Regions from separate parts of the Mus musculus genome. Here regions 2 and 3 are each linked to region 1. A link is a contact called in public Hi-C and HiChIP or PLAC-seq data. All regions are on one chromosome and are shown on one strand. The core of a region is the stretch at or near the end of the contact, and the rest is flanking DNA. Distances in the headings are between cores, read along the strand shown. Region 1 has its middle 21 kb from the start of Gm34244. Region 2 has its middle 64 kb from the start of Gm34306. Region 3 has its middle 76 kb from the start of Gm34306.

Evidence for each region. HiChIP or PLAC-seq counts read pairs in DNA pulled down with a chosen protein or histone mark. Hi-C and Micro-C count contacts between places; a contact is called where the count stands out from the background.
Region 2: a contact with region 1 is called in a RAD21 HiChIP or PLAC-seq map of pro-B cells, with 16 times the contacts expected there. The contact joins two enhancer-like sites. A contact is called at or near these places in 1 of 15 datasets of contacts at CTCF or cohesin (pro-B cells), 1 of 484 Hi-C or Micro-C datasets (the HPC-7 cell line) and 1 of 115 datasets of contacts at active chromatin or transcription factors (embryonic basal ganglia).
Region 3: a Hi-C map of cerebellar granule neurons shows a contact between it and region 1, with 3 times the contacts expected there. The contact joins two enhancer-like sites. A contact is called at or near these places in 1 of 15 datasets of contacts at CTCF or cohesin (pro-B cells), 1 of 484 Hi-C or Micro-C datasets (cerebellar granule neurons) and 1 of 9 other capture datasets (embryonic stem cells).

What each region holds. Positions count from the first base shown.
Region 1 is chr1:137,330,384-137,333,894 of GRCm38.p6, reverse strand. No RefSeq gene overlaps it. Among named protein-coding and RNA genes, the nearest start is that of Gm34244, 21 kb to the left of the region's middle. Within about 2 kb of position 1,759, at least 51 of the 459 cell types and tissues checked have an H3K27ac peak or open chromatin away from gene starts, as enhancers often do. A contact at or near this core is called in cerebellar granule neurons and pro-B cells, where this site is marked.
Region 2 is chr1:137,829,820-137,833,330 of GRCm38.p6, reverse strand. No RefSeq gene overlaps it. Among named protein-coding and RNA genes, the nearest start is that of Gm34306, 64 kb to the right of the region's middle. Within about 2 kb of position 1,865, at least 13 of the 459 cell types and tissues checked have an H3K27ac peak or open chromatin away from gene starts, as enhancers often do. A contact at or near this core is called in pro-B cells, where this site is marked.
Region 3 is chr1:137,689,652-137,693,162 of GRCm38.p6, reverse strand. No RefSeq gene overlaps it. Among named protein-coding and RNA genes, the nearest start is that of Gm34306, 76 kb to the left of the region's middle. Within about 2 kb of position 1,787, at least 11 of the 459 cell types and tissues checked have an H3K27ac peak or open chromatin away from gene starts, as enhancers often do. A contact at or near this core is called in cerebellar granule neurons, where this site is marked.

The sequences.
Region 1 (3,511 bases), core at 510-3,009:
GAACACCCATGGTTGACGTCCCTCTTGTTGGTAACATTCTCAGTTCTGGCTATGTTAAAGTTAAGGCTGTTACTGTGTGGTTGGAAATAACCCAAGTCAGATAAAGCCAGAAACAGTAGCTCCCTGGACTCGGAGCTTCGTTTGGGTTAATGATGAGAAGCCCTCTGTCTCTAAGCAGGTTAGAGCATTATTTCAAATGCACAGAGATTGAAACCTGCCACCTAAGAGAAACACAAAAGAAGCATGCCTTAGGAACATGCTTCTCTTGACTTCTCGTCTGTGTTTTGAGCTAGCTAAATTCTTAGACTGATTTTTGGTGACCTGACCCTAGATTTGAAGGATTGTATCCCAGAATCCCTCTTTGCTTTTATCACTATTGGAGTCAATGACTTTCTGTCTTCCCCTTGGTTTTGCTATGTAGACTATACATTTGGGGCTTTATTGTGCCCCAGGTATTTCTGTAGATTCTCTACTATTGTCCCAAGAAACCCAATAATCATACTCGCTCATACTTACAGAAACCATTTCATGTGGCATCAAAAAAAAATCATTGCAGGAAAAATATGTATATTTTTAATCTATCATTTAGAAGCCATAGGATTCACATTCCCTTTTCAGATTAGGAAAGAATGAAATGCATGAGTATGCAGTAAACCCTCCAAATCACCAAAGACTCAAGAGTGGTCACTATGAAGCCGTTAAGAGCTTACACCACCTCAGTTAGATACCAAGACTGAGTGAGATTTCCAGGACTGAAGTTCGGGTGGTAGGTTTGGGTCATAATCTATTACTTTTTAGTAAGTACTCAAAAGAACTTTAAAACATAAAATAAAAAAAAGAATACTCAAGAGTAGATTTCTTTTTCTCACACTAACCCATCCTCTTTTCCCAATAAGAAAGCCATGCCTGTCTAAAGGTTCCACAAGCTGGAGCTAGGGATTCCCACAAACCCCTCTCTAACACGTCTGTGCAAAGGCCCAGAGCTGGCAATGGAGGTTGGAAGAGCTTTCAGTCCTAGTTCACTGTAGGAGGTAAACATTACAGGAGCATGTGAGGCTAGGACAGAGAACCAAAGAAAAGAAACAGCAGGTTTAAAAGAACATGCAAGAGGAGGACCGGGAAAATATTACAGGACAATAAATTACAGCCCACAGCCCTATCCAGATGTCGGTTCACGGTACTGCAGTAGCCACAGCATGGGGAGGTTAGAGAACCACATTTACCATGTGTGCACTGCTCTGTATTTAATGTTTAAGCTCTTTAATTCTTTGTGTCTATGAAAAGCCTCAGTCAGAAAATCCAGATGGACTATATTAATCAGAGCACATAATTTTAGTGGTAGACATGCTTATTCCCAAAGCCTGGATATATTCCTAGAGCTTTGCAGAGCCTCGTTGTCTTGAGGGAAAAAAAATACGCTTGGCTCGGCAGCATTTGTTAATTTATGTAAGAAGGAAAATGAATCACATATAAACATATGGAAATATCCAAATGCCAGGTTTTCAGTTTTTTTGTTTTTTTAGGTTAGCTCCCTGAGTCCTCATTTTCTTTCTAGCCTGGGATTGGTGGTATCGGTTTTTTAACATTAAACAGACTCCTTGTTTGGAGTGTGTGTGTGTGTGTGTGTGTTTCAGACCAAGCAAATTTCGTGTTTTCTTTGGACAGAAAACTAACAAAGGATGGGAAGTCCTTACTTTAAGACATTACAGTTAAGGGTCATGAACATTCAAGCAGGAGTTACTGCCATCCAGAGGCAGAAAGCCACGAACAGCCATATCCTATCCTAGCTCCATCGTGGAGGAAGGAAGACAAGCAAAATGTGTAGGTTGCAGCAGTTTTGGTCGTTAAATCATCCAAAAAGAAATTGGAAAATGCCAAAACTTGAATGTCACTGGGTCTCTGGTTCTCCTGTTGTCAGAAATGACAGAGTCTCTAGTCCAGCACTCTCCAGAACTGGTCACGGTTTAAAAAAAAAAAAAAAAAAAAGGAGCAGTCTGATGTCAGGCTGGCCATCTGTGCCAACTGTCCTGAGTACTGGAGTCTGTAACACATTCAAAGTGAGCTTCGCACGTGTCTTTGCACATATAGTTTTCTTATATTAAAGCTTTGATGACTGTTGCTGAGGTTAGCTGTTCTAGCAGTTGATACAGGCAGCCCATAGCCCTTCAATATAAGTCATATGCTGTATTTGCTGCCTAGTGACTGTCTAATTGGAAGTAAAGACATCCATGGTCTTTCAGACAAGAGCTTCCAAGCATGTGTGCATGAATTTTTTTTTCTTTTTTGTGGCATTAACAAGCGAAGTCCTGAAAGCTTTGGCATACCTGAGCATTGGGCAGTCATTCTAAAGGAACTAGCTCAGCGCCATGCAGGTTTGGGTGCCGTGGAAAAATAGGTCCATCTAGGTAAGAGACCACTGCACAGCAGCACTAACCACTAGGAAAGTTTCTGCAGCATCACAAAGACAGATTCTGGAAAAATATAAATATGTGTGTGATATATTTTACATGACTCACATATAAATATAGTAGTCACATATACATACACACATAAGTGGTGGTTACACATTGGTAGAAATTCCAACTTAAAAACTACATCAACTTCAATTTTTAACAACAGGCACAAGTAATTATACTTGCCACTTGCAGGTATTTTATACACTCCTGATGGATATAACTGCTTTGGAATAGGTTTTAAAACTTGGAAACACACGCATACACCATTTCTCAATGGGCAAAGCATACTTCAATTTTCTAACTGAATCCTACCCACATGAGTGCAAACATTTTGAGTCAAATAAAATGATTTAAAAATTGCAGAATAATATAGTGTTAATCATCTTCACTCTGCTTGAAGTATTTCAATGCTATTCTATCATATTTTGGGGAAGCCACTCTCAAGCATTTTAAAGGAGAGATAGAGAAGGTTCTCCCAATTTTTAATAGACTTACAAAATACGGACATGAAAGTACGAAGCCTATACTTCTCTAGCCTCCCCTACCCCCGCCCCCCTCTGTCTTAACACTGGGCTGCCCTTCTGCAGGGAACTTTCCACCAGATATCTTGCATGTTCAGGGTTACCAGTGCCCTCTGCTGGCTTTCTGCTTGAAATGAGAGAATGGAGGGAAAGACAGAGATAGACAGACAGACAGGCAGACAGATGAGAGAGACAGAAAAAGATGGACAGAGAGACAGACAGAGAGACAGAAACAGACAGAGTCAGAGACAAAACAAACAGACAGGAGGCCCTTCTGGTCCTGGAAACTGGCACTAAAGAACTAAACAAGAATGGAAGACTTACCTTCACTAATCTTATTTTCTTGTTTCGTTGTCATCTTAAACTTCTGCCAGAGATCCATTGTGGAACCGTTTGTTCCAAGGGGTTCTCACTCACTGCTAATTCAGCATCAGGAAAAGAATATTAGGCTGGGATGAAGGGGCAAATGAATGCAGATTTGGGGACATAGTCACTCATTTTACAGATGCATAAACCACTTACAAGAGGCCCAGG
Region 2 (3,511 bases), core at 616-3,115, 500 kb before region 1:
AGCATTTATACAGCTGCACAGCCAGACTCTGCTAAAGCCATGTCTCAGGACATAGTGTCATTATGTTTCCTATCTGAATTGTTAAAAAAAAACAAATCACTACAATGCAATCATATTACTCTTGATATTAGAAACCACCAACATACTTTTCTTAAGTGTCAAACAAAAATGAACACACCTGTAGACAATAAAGAATGACCTGCAATTACCTCCAATCACTCAGGAATTATACAAACAGAGTGTGGGAAACTTAGGCCTAAGTAAACATTGGGAAAAACCAAGACACAATGCTGCTCTCCTGCAAAGCCATGATCTAAAACTAATTCACTGGTGTATTATAATATTCATGGAATCTTGTGACCAATTATTTCAGAAGGAAAGCAGATGTACAACAGAAATGACAGAATTTCAGGCTGTCCACTATAAGCTTTGTGACAAAGCTTGTTGGTCTAACCTTTATTGGTTTCTATGCACAACTATTTATTTAGTATGCTTGGGGGGAGAAGATAACTTTCTAGATTTCAGTAAGCATTTCACAAAATTCTGAAATTGTACTGATTGTTGATGATATAATTTGGAGAACAGCTAGCATTTTAAAATTAGTCTGTTACTGATGTTTGCTTCAGCGCATCCAATTGCAGAGATCAGAAGTGAAAACTCTTCAACACTATTTTAGGATGGCTGAGCTGTGGTACTAAGCGACAGTCCAAGGGCTGAGAACCACACAGGGAAACGAAAATAGGTCTTATAGTAGCTGAAGACATTAAGTGGTTTTAGAAATGAACATTTTCTTTCTCTCCGAAAACATATCCCTTCCCTCTGAAATAACTGCCCAGATCCCTTCTATATTAATAAAATCATCCACTACTCTCAACTTTAGAGCTTTTTACATTGCACCCTTAAGAAATCTATGGCTGTATTTTCCATTGCAATCAAGTTGAAGATTATATGCATCAGTGTGTCTTTATTTCTTGGAAGTAATTGTATCACAATATTTATAAATGGAACTAGGATATTAAGAATTAATGTCGTATTTTTTTCCTGAAATTTTGTCCTATAAAAATTTAGTAGGTTTTACTAGGACACTTAATAACACCAAAAAAGGTATATCTTTAGAGCAAACACACACACACACACACACACACACACACATCCTGGCAGTAGACTACTACATCCTGCCCCCATAAAAAAAAGCACACCATGTCCAGTTTCACACATGCCACACCCATATATTTACACAGTAATAATTAAAATAGAAAAATTTAGGTAATTAATCTGAAATTTTCAAATATCGCCATCAATTTTGACAATGTCACTGTGTTCTATTATGCATAAAATCACAGATTTGATGTGAGGAGGTAGGCTAAAAATTCAGTTCTGTGGTATGAATTGCTCCTAGCACAGCTCATCTTGACCTCATCACACCCCACAGTACACTTCCAGGCATAGAAATGGTGTCCTTGGTAGGAAGAGTTTTCATTTTTTCTATTCTTATTAATAGATTTGATACATTTTATTTCACATATTATCAGAAAAATCTTCCAAAATAATGACTAGGGCAATGTGTGTGTGTTTGTTTCCTTCTGTGTTTTCTTCCTTCCTTCCTTCCTTCCTTCCTTCCTTCCCTCCCTCCTTCCTTCCTTCCTTCCTGTCTATCCATCTGTCTGGCACATCGACACTTGACTCTTAATTTATGGGTCTTTGTTTGTTGGCTGGAGATTTTCTAAGTTTAGGGAAATAATATCTTGTCTGACCTGTTGTGATAATAGAAAAGATCGTTTGATATCCAGTTTTGGCTAGCTCCTGGTTCTCTCTGTCAAATTTAGAACCACTTGAACATTGTGGTTTCTAAATTTAGTCAGACCCTTAAAGCTTCAAGTTCCGCTTGGTGCTGGCTGAACACAGAGCAATGCTTTGAAGAAAACTCCCTTAGCAGAGTCAGAGTCTTTGCGTAGCAAAACTCATCTCCTAGTTAGGAGAAATATATTTAAAAAAAATATTTAAAATAAGTTTATATTTTTAAAAATGGGGTTCTAAGGGGAAAAAATAGTAAAATATCAAACTTTTAAAAATGGTCATATTTAAAAACGGTTCTTGGGCAGAGTCGGACCTTTGTGTTTGACTAATGATGTTCTTAAAAACAGAAGAAGAAATGTTTATTTTAGGTAATTTATAATATCTTTTTTAAAATTTAGCCCAGAAAATTAATTCAAGATTTATCCACTATGTTATCAATCATTTACTATGTTACTAGTAGCTACTAGAAGGAGCTTGTCCAACACATTTTTAAGGATAAATTAATTTCCACGCAGGAAAAGGAATCAGGGGATTCCTGTAAAATCATATTGGTAACTCTTTCTTTTCTCACAGACTGACTATAGAGTTCCTGTGAAAGGATTATCTTTATATATAAGGACCTGATATAATCTATACACCTGATTAGAAACCACACTTGAAAATAACTGTGTTATCACCTCCAGTTTAAAGATTAGACTGAAGTTCCAAGTAGTGATCTAACTCTCCAAGTTTCACATAGATGAAAAAGCTCAGGGCCACATTTGTCTGTTATCAGAATTTGCCCTAGTTACCCCTGTCTGGTGTGTCTCAGAGGCTGGATAAAATTTAAAATCCACACTATAGATCCAAGCTTCCTAGAGTCTACACCCATCAAGCAAGTTTGTTGAGTTTATGTAGCCAAGACTCTTTTTCCAACTTACACACATGTTCTTCATTTGTTCTTCAGGCACTTCCACTGAAAACTTAGATAAATCCCCCACACCTAATGTCCCAGTGCTGATGGAACATGAGCTTGTAGTCATTCTCAGAGGTTTCCAATGGATTCTGCTTGTCAGTGACAATTCAGACTGTTTACATTCTCAGAACTCTGTCCTTGGGCAACTTGAGAACACACACACATGGATACGAATGCACACACACACACACATACACACACATACATACACTCATGAACAAACATGCTCACATACATGCACAGACATGCATGCACAGATAAACAAGTGCACACAAACACAGAGAATTTCCCACCTGAACATCCCTTCTAAACTCAAGGGTCAGATGTGTGTGATTGAGTGAGACATCCCTAAGGTCAACGTTTATCCCCCTGACCTGCTCCATAAGATTCTCTATAAGCTTGTTATTGTTATTGGTTGTAGGCATCGCTAGTTTTTTGATATGTGAGGGTTTAAAGTAAATGTACAAATAGGTACAGACTGGTTGTCACAGCTGTTTCCCATTGCGTTTTGCTTTAGAAACACAAACAAGTGTAAGGGAAAATTTATACTCATACTTCTGAAAAAATTTTTAACATTTCCTTTGGATGAGAGTAATAAATGCTAGGGAAAAGGGCAAAGAGACAGACTTCATTCTGTGCCTTCTGCTCCCTGCAATCAAAGTGAGTTTTCTTCTGAGAAGTGGGAGAAGCTGATGTAATGTCAGGGAATTCCTTCTGAAAGTGCTCTAGGAAGCATTTAGGTGCCTCTCCACTGACAGT
Region 3 (3,511 bases), core at 538-3,037, 360 kb before region 1:
TAGCTCCACATAGTCTGACAAAACAAAAGACTGATTATGAAAGAAGTCACTTTTTTTGCTTCATATCATCAAAATGAAGCAATCTACCTTAAACTTGGGCTAGAACATCTGAAGATGCACATATGCATACATGTGATTTGGATTATAGAACAACTGATTAATCAACATGCTTTCTTCACATACTTTGACGATCTATAATCAAACAAAGAATAAATATTGTCTTCCACACTAATGATTCAGTTATTGAAAACAGTTTATGCTCATAAGATTACTACATTAAAAAGTGAATTAATGGATTCTAACAATAACTGATTGATTAATTTTGTAATGCTACTGTATCTAAGGACAACTAACTTAACGGCCACAAAGAAAACAATTCCACATGACAGGGTGAGCTCACCCACTTTGTCCCTGTGCCAATGGCTCATGGCGCTTCTGAGAGGAAGGAAACAGGCCCCCTCAATTATGTCTTGCTCAACTCTGTCATTTATACCATTAACCTATGTTTAGTCAGACTGCTTTCAGAGAGCCTGACATCTTCCCAAGCAAATGCAGCTCTTTTCACAATCTCTTCCCTCTGGAAATTAACTTAGATTATTTTCAGATCATTAAAGCTGAGGAAGCTTAGCAGATATTAGGCTCTAGTTCTTTGGAATAGAATAATAAAAATGTGCCTGAGACAAAAGCTTACAGGTAAACCCAGTAGGACAGTTTCTTAAGTGTCTACATGAAAAATGCACCTTAGAGCACCAATGCACATATGTTTCTAAACATCACTAAGGGAAGCCTACTCCTGGCTTTTCACATTGTCAATAGCATTCTTAAAGCACTAGGAGGAGGAGACCCATTAAGACACTGCTTCTGATTTTTATTTTGAGAGTGTGGAGCATGCGTGATGGAGATGTGTCAATTCAGGTTCATTGATTTTAGCAAATGCACTGTCTGTGTGGAATATTCACAGCATAGACAGCGCTACATGCTTGAATCAGGAACCTCACAATTAACCTACTTTCTGAATAGTTCTACTTTGGGCCTGAAGCTGCTCCAAAAGTAATGTTGATTAAACAAACAAACAACAAACTTGCAAGGATAGTCAATAATTCAACCTGGAACTCTTCAGGGTTAATTACTGTGCATGGCTGTAAAGTAGCCTTTTCAAGTAAAAGTTGTTCTGAGTTTATTGATGGGATCATGAGTACTTCTGATGCTTCTACTTAGATCTATACATAGGGCCACTTGGCATAGTTGGCACACAAAGGAGGCATCTAGACTTCCTTTTCCCTTAGGTCTAGAATGAATTCTAGTTAAAAGAATGACACAGGTAGAACTGGACTTTTCTTTCCAGGAACTTTCTGGTAACGACCCTTTTAAAATATCACCATTCTTTCCCGTGTTCCTCTCAAATACTAAAAAAAAGAAACAGGTCTACATCCCCAGCTGGTGCAGGGTAAGAAAGTGTTGAGAACATCAATGATACATGTGGTTAGAATCCAGAGTGCTATTCAGTTCTTAACCGTATCTCCTAATAATATCCCTCTTAACACTTCCTGCTTCCAAGCTATTTTGATATACGTTGAAAATGACCCCAATATACTTCTTTACCTCCATTTCAGAGTTTTATTTTTATTATTCTTTGGTTACTTAAGCAAACACTCTGTGGCTCCAGCCTGACTATCCAGTGAAAGTGAGGTCTCCTGGTTAAATCTAAATGACTCCCCTGGGTAAGTGTCCATTGACCGTTGCTTAGCGCAGCAGATGGACCATCACATGCTTGACTTGAGGCTCAGTGCCCTGGCTTATGAGGACAGTTGCTTAATTCACAGTGTGACTCCAGATACAAGCTGGAACCATCTTTCAAGAGTGCTCAGCTACTTGGAGAAGCTCTGAATTCGTTATTAAAAGGTCTATACAGAACCTTACAGCAGGTACATAGCCAAGGAATGGCTTCAGTAAGATCATACACTTGGCTCAGTCCTAACACTGAAATGATATAGTAGAGCTCTACAACAAAACAGTATTTGCCAGGCATAACAGGGACAATGCACACACAAACTCACAGCAGCTAGGACTGCATACACAGGAGATGGGCAGCTGGGCAAGATCAAGTTCGGTAAAATCTCATCATGGAAGAGGGGAGAACTCATGAAGCTACTGGCAATTGATGGGTGGAGGTTGAATGGAGTTAGATTCACCGGGGATGTGATGAACTAGGAGAGGCCACGTTCTCCGATAAATGATCTCCACGTCCATGCCCATGCAGGCAGAGCTTAAACAGACTCAGTTTTAAAACAAAGCACATGAAACTGGGAAGGAAATGGGATGAGGGAATAGGGAAGGAATTAGGGAGCAGGAGTGGGGTGAATGGCTTTGATTCAAATGCATTATATGCATGGATAAACTTCTTAAACAATGAAATTAACTTATCTTTAAAAAAAGAAATAAATGGTTAGTTAACATAAATGAAAGAAAATTACTTATTCAGACATTTATTTCTCCTGCTTTTGTATCAATTAATCTGAAAATTTGTTGTAAAGTCCATATATTGCCACATACTTTAATAATTGATAGAAAACACAAAGTGCACCTCTCAGATGACAAAGGCTGCTGGAGAACTGAGTGTTGCCTTTCCTGGGTCTTTGTTTCTTGGCATGGCAAACACCAGGCTCTTCCTGCTGAGCTGTGCGTATTTCTCACGGCCGCTCTCTCGGCTGCCTCTCCTTTTGAAAAGTGAAAAATTGGAGACTTGGATATGAGGAAAGTCTGCCCAAATGTATGCAGTAGAGAATAAAATTAGAATACTATATCATTGGCTGTTTCATATTACCATACTATCGACAAAAAATGTGAGCTTTGAAGCCCTCTCCTGAGCACTCATGTTCTTTGTGTCCCAGAAGCCCTTGAGAGTTTTCTTGAGTAAGAGCAGAAGTGGCAGCAGATAACAAAGTGCACTGAGTCCCTCATGGATGCTGATGCCGGGGAGGATGGGAGGGTCAGAGGTACCACACAGCAACTTGCCAGAGTTGTACTTCAGGCAAAATTCTTAACTGCTCAGACCTCCATTTCAACACCTCATCATCCACTAGTATCTAATTTTAGGAAGAAACAACACGATCTACAGCACATTTTGTAATATGAAAAGGTATACATGAAGTTTCCCATCACTCCTAGTCTAATAGAAGTGTTTTAGAGATATTATTTTTATTTTAGCATAGTTGACTGAGTTAAGACCCAATAGACTACAACATCGACGATGATATAAATTCAATGGTAATAAAATAAAAAGACTCTTAGAAAGCTATCTGGAGCCATTTGTATAGTCTACTGCAGACATTTCTCTGAATTTGAAGAGAAGCTACAGGGCAAGAAAGTGTTCTTTTCCATGGGCCATTGTCTTAGGGTTTTACTGCTGTGAACAGACACCATGACCAAGGCAAGTCTTAGAAAAACAGCATTTAATTGGGGCTAGATTATAGGTTCAGAGGTTCAGTCCATTATCATCCAGGTGGGAGCA